Regions from separate parts of the Mus musculus genome. Here region 1 is linked to region 2. A link is a contact called in public HiCAR-type data. All regions are on one chromosome and are shown on one strand. The core of a region is the stretch at or near the end of the contact, and the rest is flanking DNA. Distances in the headings are between cores, read along the strand shown. Region 1 has its middle 55 kb from the start of Gm34087. Region 2 has its middle 35 kb from the start of Gm33447.

What was found. HiCAR-type assays count read pairs that join an accessible place to other places.
Region 1: a contact with region 2 is called in a HiCAR-type map of fibro-adipogenic progenitors, with 6 times the contacts expected there. The contact joins two enhancer-like sites. A contact is called at or near these places in 4 of 115 datasets of contacts at active chromatin or transcription factors (the NIH/3T3 cell line, embryonic stem cells, extraembryonic endoderm stem cells and 1 more).

Annotation. Positions count from the first base shown.
Region 1 is chr13:97,675,426-97,679,310 of GRCm38.p6, reverse strand. No RefSeq gene overlaps it. Among named protein-coding and RNA genes, the nearest start is that of Gm34087, 55 kb to the right of the region's middle. Within about 2 kb of position 2,375, at least 17 of the 459 cell types and tissues checked have an H3K27ac peak or open chromatin away from gene starts, as enhancers often do. A contact at or near this core is called in fibro-adipogenic progenitors, where this site is marked.
Region 2 is chr13:97,338,899-97,342,877 of GRCm38.p6, reverse strand. No RefSeq gene overlaps it. Among named protein-coding and RNA genes, the nearest start is that of Gm33447, 35 kb to the left of the region's middle. Within about 2 kb of position 1,422, at least 24 of the 459 cell types and tissues checked have an H3K27ac peak or open chromatin away from gene starts, as enhancers often do. A contact at or near this core is called in fibro-adipogenic progenitors, where this site is marked.

The DNA.
Region 1 (3,885 bases), core at 1,126-3,625, 340 kb before region 2:
ACAAAAACAAAAACAAAACAAAACAAAACAAACAAACAAAAAAAAACCCAGGCCTCAGGCAGCCAGTCAGAAACTGCCGGGCCATCAGGCCTGAGGCAAGGACAATGGGTCAGCAACAGTTTCTAGGCCCCGCCCCAGCAATGGTTGTGGAATGTCCCTAGAGATAGAGCCCACAGATTGAGATAGAGGTTGCCTACCCCTCCCAGAATTTCCCTAATGTGCTTTAAATCTGGCCTGCGAGCTCACTAGGGGCCTCCATCTTGGTTGATGGTAGACGCCAGCATGCTGGACTTATGCAGAATAAAACGCTCTTTGCTTTTGCATACTAATTGAATCCAAGGTACCATTCTTCAGTGAATCATGGACCCTTACACTAGATCTCAAAGCCACAAAGCCTACAACCTCTGCTGCAGGGCTGGAAAAAGCATCAGGAAGTGAATGTGCTTACTGTGTTCTGCATTTTTTTTTAAATCATATTCAAGCCCTTAGTTGGTTCAGGGGTGTATGCCTACCCTTAGCGGCAGTGGATCAACTTTACTCAGCCTGTGACTCAAATGTTAATTTCTTCCAGGACTGCCTTGGGGACACCAGGAGATGTTTCCCTCATGACCTGGGTGTACTAGTCATGCTGACTCAAAAAAGTTCCCCTCACCACATTTCCAGAACTCATAGCAGGCACCAGAAAGGGACTTTGAAAGGGCAGTAGCCAGGGAGGCCAACAGCAGTGTAGGAGCTGAGTATACACTGCGGGATGTTGGAAAATATGTGTGTGAGAAGGAGGGCCATCTGTGGAAAGTCTGGGAAGAGATGGTGGCTAGCCCTTCAGGCCTATCCAACATGCTGTCCAGCATCCTCTGACATCTCCTTGAGATTATTCTCACTCACCACAGTCACAGTGGCCTTTGCCTTCACTGCTGCACCCTCTGTCCTAGTGACAGTCCCCCTTCCTTCTTCCAGGTCCTTACCAGAATGCTGCCTTTTCAGTATAACCTGATCTGTGTATTCATTGCTCGCTGCTCTCCCTAACTGCCTTCCCACCTAGTAACTTCTATAGCATTTATCACTGTTTGTCATAGTCCATACTTTTATCTACTGTTATCTCATTGTCTGCTTCTAACGCCCAGAGCTAGTTCTGCCCACCACCACTGCAGCCCCTTGATCCCTGAATGCCTGGAGGCACAGAGTAATCTTCGATGGGTCTATAAGGAATGGACGGATGTAGGACCCTCTGGTATAGGACTGGAAATCACCATGAGCCTTCCCTGCAAGTGTTTTCAACTCAGCATACTCACGGATTTTTTCCATGGCAACTGAGCCCTGATTATCCTAAAAACCAACTGGAAAATATCATCTGCTTTACCAACAGTTGCTACCCTTCCAAGCCTACTAGGTGGGATCTAGTCTATAAATCACCAAATCTATTTATTTGTAGAATTTCTCCTGAAATCTCACACCACTCACATCTCCCAGCCCAATTAAAGTCCCTAGTTCTCAATGATTCGGAATGTGCTCTTCCCATTGTATGAAGGCAATTTGGCCAAAAGTATGTCTTTGTGGGCCAATGTAAAAATGATCACCCTTCTAAAGGGAATTTTACAACTTGGGTGATGCAGCTCAAGGGCCTTGGCCTCCGTGGTCCTGTGTAGACAGGGCCTTGATTTTATGGTGAATGCTTTTCCTTGAGGCAGTGAATATTTCACAGACTTCCCTAACTAACACAGATAGGGATCTGTGTGGGTCTCATAACACGAACACTATCTGCCTACAGGACCAGAGAAGCCACGGTGTGGGCAGAGAGGAAGTAGTGGCTCAACTCTGGGCAGGGAACTAGCCACAGTATATGCTTCCAGGAGCAGAGTGGAGGTGTGATGGATAGCATTTCGATCAACCTCTCTACTGGGAAACAGGAGGCTTCCCTAAGTCCCTGGACTGAGAAAATTGAGGAAATGAAAAGAAAGAAAGAAAAAGCATTTTATTAGAGACTGAGGATTTATCATTTATTTGCTTGTTTGTTTGCTTGTTTGTTTATAAACAAGGACTCCTTTAGCCCAGGCTGGCCTTGAAATTTGGAGTCTCTTGCCTCTATCTCCTTTCAAGAGCTAGGCTTCTGAGCCTACACCACTATACCCAATTTTATGAAGGACCTAAGATACTAAGCAAGTACTTTACCCACCGAGCCGGGTCCCTGCTCTCCTCCCAGGGCATGGTCCTACCCTGTCCTTGACCATTTAAGCTCCTCGGGTCAGGAGCTTCGATCTCTTCCCTACAGGACAGATCAAATCTAGAACAAAAGACTGTGTCTTCAGGAATTGCCTAGCTCTGTGAGAAGTCTCCACTCCCAGGAGTATTTCCAAAGATAGTACAGAGCTTTCCAAGGGATTTATGGAAACCAGCCTAGTGGCCCAAGGTTTTCGACAAAAACGCTCATCCCCGGGAGGCAAGAAAACTCAGCTGGGTTCACAGAACTTTTCAATTTCATCTGCTTGGCAAAGGCAAAGTTAAAGATCTCTTAAGGGGGCCGGGGCAGCCAAGGGGAGCTGCTGGCCTCTGTTTTTCTTTCTGGGCCCTGCCAAGAATGACATCACCTAGTTGGATTATTAGCAGGCCCTATCAGCAAACAATCCCATCCGTCACATCAAAGCAGCCCACATATGTGCTCGCTGGTCAGGGAGGCAGTTTCCATCAGCTTTGGGCCATCTTTAAATAAACCTGAGGTGGCCTCTTGAGCTTCGAGGGCACCCATTGGCCTTATATTTTAACGTGGAGGAAAAATGCTTGGGTATGGGTGGAGGTAGGGGTGGGGTCAACACCATGAGAATGAAACCTGTTAATTGTGGAGATTTGACACACCACAAACTCGTCCTTGGATTTTAAAAGCTAATATTTACAGAAAGCACTAGAAATGGAATGCCCAGAGGCAAGGTGAGATGTAGACAGGAAGACACAGTTAGACAGGATTTATTAGGAGTGGGAGGGAGGTCTGACCCTAGGAGACTATAGGAAAGAGGGGAAGAGAAGAGGAGCTAGGAGACTCAGTCCAGGGTGACCCGGACTGCCCTGTCTTGGAGGGAAGGTTTGGAAGGCTGTCTTGGAATCTTCGGGGCAAAACCCAGCCCTCACAGAAGTCTCCCATTTTTCAGGCCGGCTCGGTCATGCTCAGGCTGTGACAGCCCATGGGAAGCACACCCCTGATGAAATCATGCAACAGGTTTCACAGCATGGGAGCTTCAGCCCTATGACTCCCAGAGTAGAAAGTCTGATAGCTGCCGAAAACCTCAAAATACCTGCAACTGAGCCTTATAGAGCAGAGGTTATGTAGAATATAAGATCTCAAGGAATTAAACCATGTGCTCTTACATTCCAACCAGGCTCTTCCCAAATGAGGCTCTGCCTCTTGACACGTGACCTTTGCCACTGAATACTGATGGGAGTGATTTCAGAGGATTGTGAGAATCAAGTAAACCAATGAAGGGAAGGCGTAGAACAATGTCAAGTTCACGCTAGAAATTAACCATAAAACTTAGCTTTTATGGGATCGACTTTAGATGTAATCTGCCGTGAGTTGAATTGAGCCTCGTCAGAAAGCCACACCTTCCTAACTCTCATTCAGCACCTGGATGTGCTGGCGCGTGCGGATAGGGGCTTCACCAACACCGTCGAACTGAAACACAGTGATTAAAAGAAAATCTAGACACAGAGACAGATACCTTTACAGGAAAGAGGATGTGAAGGAAAACAGGAAAACAGGGAGGGAGGGAGCCAGGGAAGGAGACCGGGAACAGATCCTTCCCTCACGAGAAGCAAGCCTGCTTGTGTAAGTATCTTGGCAAGAATTAAGGTCCTCTAAGGAGACAGGCTTGTGTCCCACCTGTTGGATATCAGACT
Region 2 (3,979 bases), core at 173-2,672:
ATCTGAAGTTTCTGCTTCTGAAGGGTAAGAAAGGCTAGGGGACCGTATTTCTGATAACTCTGACAAAGGTTAGAGAATTCTGCAGAATTCTGCCATGCTGGCCAGGAAGAATGAAGAACAAAGGCAACCCTGGGGGTTCTGACCATCAAACCTAGAGTCACAGGTTCTGGGAAAATTCTGGGAACGACGGCAGATCTAATTAATGAGTAAGTGTTTGTTGACTGTGAGTATCACAATGCAAAGCATTGCCGTCTAGTTCTGCTGGACCTGGGGGAGACTAGAGATTCTCTTCTTCTCCTGGCCTCAGTTTCCTCGAGTACAAAGCAAGCTTGCATCAATCCCAATCAGCTCTAAGGTCTGTTGTTCTGAGTTAAGGAAGAGGGGCATGGACTGTGTAATTTCATCGTTATACTTGCTTGAAAAAAAGAACTGTCCTTATCCTTCTGGGCGCGGCAGAGGAAGTACTGCCTAGGGAGACGCACACATCTGGGACTCTGGGGCCTGCCTTGCCGTATCAATGCTGAACACAGCAGACCCAGGTGTTATAGCAAATCGCCACTTTGTAGCCAGTTCCCACCTTCCTGGTTCAGCACTTTTGAGGAACTTCGCAAATACAATTAAGGTTGAATAAAGGAAGAGTCTCTCCCATGTAACGACCTTTCACGATTGCACCAGTGACGTCAAAACAATTTGAGACCAAGGAGAAGAGTCAAACTTTGACTCCCAAGCTGAAAACCTCAACTCTTGAACTCAGGCCCAAACTACAAATCCAGGAAGACGGACAAGAGGAACAAACATGTAGCAAAACAACCTTCAGGGAGCAACTGGACTCAGAGCTTAAAAGCTGACTTCAGCCAGGGTGCCCTGAGCTGTCAGCCCTGCTGCCGGACCCCACTGCATTTTGCAGCTTTTCTGTAGGAATCTTTATTTGTTCTGACATTCCTTTTAGCAACACTTGAGTTACCCCTGCACTGCAGACTCCAAGCAGTCCTGTTTAAAAAGCTATCTGCAAGTACCAAAATGACTAACCTCCCAAATGGGTGTTAATTGGGTCTTTGTTGATTCTGAACCCAAACATGATAAACTATAGCACTTCTTCTTCTTCTTTGTGTTTAACTATTGACATTTCATCCTCCGTGCCAGTCCAAAGTCCGGGGAGCTTCTTGCTTAGCTTGAGTTTTGTTTTGTTTTCCTTTCCTGACCCTTTCCAGCTTATGTTTGAGGCAAGGAGAGAGCAGGGAGCCAGAAGTACGCTCCTTTCTCTCACTTCAACTGACAGTAATTACAGGGTGTTGCACCCAGAGTAAACCAGGCTGTGCAGTGTCTTCAGGAAGAGAAGACTTAAGAAGGAAGCTCCTCTGTCACTCCCGAACTCTTCCTGCTCAGCACAAAATTGTTTCCATTAGCTAATAAACGCTCCTACCGCCTCTGGCCCCAAACCCAGTTAACTGTGGCCCAGTTTCCCTGGGTGTTGGCTGAGTGCTTACCTGGGGCTGAGAGCCAAGCAACAAATGACTGACACTAATTCTTTTCATTATCTTGGTTCTCATCTGCTGTTTCTGTCCTACAACCACATCACATCGCCTGTCCAGATTCTACAAGGTTCCCTGCCATGGAACAAGACTTTTCTGGCTGTAAGTGAATTTGCATGGCTTCAGAATGGGATAAGAATTCATGGAGTTATCCCAGATCCCATAACCCCACCATACAGAGACACACTGCCCCTGGGTTCCTGATCCTTGGACCCGCCACCACTACCACCGTTTAATAAAAATTGGTTTTGGGTTTGGAGGCAAAGAATTGTATTTATGGGCAAGATTTAGTGGATAGCCTCAGATCCTGCAACTTTCAACGTAGACCAGGCTGTCCTGAAACTCAGAGATCTGCCTGTTTCTGCTTTCTGAGTGCTAGAATTGAAAGCACATCTCACCCTGCCTGCAGTTTAGTGAAATTTCTAGTGTCCCTTTCAATTCTTATCCTTTACCTAGAGCCCTTTATAAAGGCAAATTTGAAGAAAGGATTTTGCTAATTGGTGGAGATTTTTTTCTTCAACTTTCTGAGATAGACATGGTATTAATTTAACAAGTACTCCTGTGACCTGCTGAGGCTTCATGGACTTCCTCATGGGCCTGACTGCCTGCAAAGTTGCCTCTGATAGGACCGGCCTGGAGCCTCTAGACCAAGGGTCAGTGGACAGGAAGTAAGGCTTATATCGCTCTCTGAACTGGAAGCAGAGAGCCTCAGCCTGGAAACCAACAGCTCAGACGTCACTGTATCATTGTAGTGATGCGGAGGTGCTTGCTGTGACTTCTGCCCAACAACTTGACATTTGCTTCTCAGCCCTCAGTGACACTCTTGTCACCAGGCCAAAGGCTTCATCAAAAGAATAAAGCAAAGATTCAACCCAGGCCATTTTTTTGTTATTAATAGTAATAATTATGGGCTTCCTACAACCAACCATTGAGCCAAAGCCATAAAACAAGCAGAAATTGGCCCAACCTTCCTAATGGCTCATCTCCCTAAAGATCATTTTAAGTATTCAGCATTAATCACTCGATAAATTCTCATGGGACCGTTTCTATGGGCGTGGAAATAAGCGGTGTGTTTGGTTTGTTGGGGATGACAAATGCATCGCATCCCTGCCCTCAAGGAATCTGCCAGGATAGATATGGGCATTTTAAAAAAGGGATGTTGCTAAGTGCTGTCAGGGAGGACCAAGAGGAGACAGGAAGCTGGTCAGCTTCCAGCTCTGAGGGGTGAGAAGAAATGGCTCTGTGGTCCCTTCTCTTTCTGGGTGTCTTGTGCTCTGTCTCTGCCCCTGGAACTCACTGAGTCCGCTCGTGTCGTGACCTCTTTATTGTCTCCATACCATTTGGAACTATGTGTTTTATGCAATGCCCCATTGGTCTACCGCCCATACTGTTTTTGCTATGAAAGGGGAAAGAGAGGGAGGAGAGACCCCTGAAGTCATGTAGAGTAGCATCCTCCCTTGGGCTTGAGTCGGAAATGTTCCCTACAGGTTTGCGGTTTGAATGCTTGGGCGTGCTTTCCTGAAGGCTAGGTCCCTTTAGGAGTCCTGGCTAGGAACACTGGGTAACTAAGGGCCAGGGTCTGAAGGCTGTCCTGTCCCTGGTTCTGACTTGTTTTCTCTGCCTCCTGATCTGCTACCATGTCAATGAGCCATGGCCAAATGCTCCTTCCAGCACAGACTGGATCCTGAGACACTAGGCTTTGGTTTTCCTACCACAAGTGCCTGGGACCCAACCTTCAATGTATTTTTCTGCTGATATGACAAAATACTGAGGAGAAGCTAGTTGGGGGTTGGGGGGAGACAGGGTTTATTCGACTTATCTCAGTCCATTCTCCAGGGAGGTCGGGGCAGGAGCTCAATCAAGGCAGACAGTAAAGCAGAGAGCATGGAGGGACACTGCTTACTTGTTTGCCTCCTGGCTTTCTCAGCTCTCTCATGCAGGTCCAACTGCCTAGGGATGGCACTGCCCAGAGTGGACTCAGCCTTCTCATATCAATCATTTGTCAAGAAAATGACCCACAGGTCAATCCAATGGAAGCAATTCTTCAATTGACATTTCGTCTTCCCAGGTGACTCTTGTCACATTGACAAAAACTACCCAGAACAGACCATCTGAAACCATGAACCAAAATAAGCCCGTTCTCTTCGTTCCTTCTGTCAAGTATTTCAGTGTCAGTGATGTGAAGAGTAATGAATATATTTAATATTAGGCCTCTCTAGCCACTTGAAATCTGATGATGGTCCCAGAAACTCAAAGCCTATGATTGTCTTCATTTCTTTACTGTAATCCCCCCTCCCTATCTGCAATACACTTTCACCACATATCCAAGGACTACAGACGTGTTCCTAGAACCTTCTCTGACTGCTTCTGTTCAAGACAAATTTTCCCACCTGTCCCCTGCCCCATACAGCAGCCTATCTGACTCATTCTTGACATACATCATATTT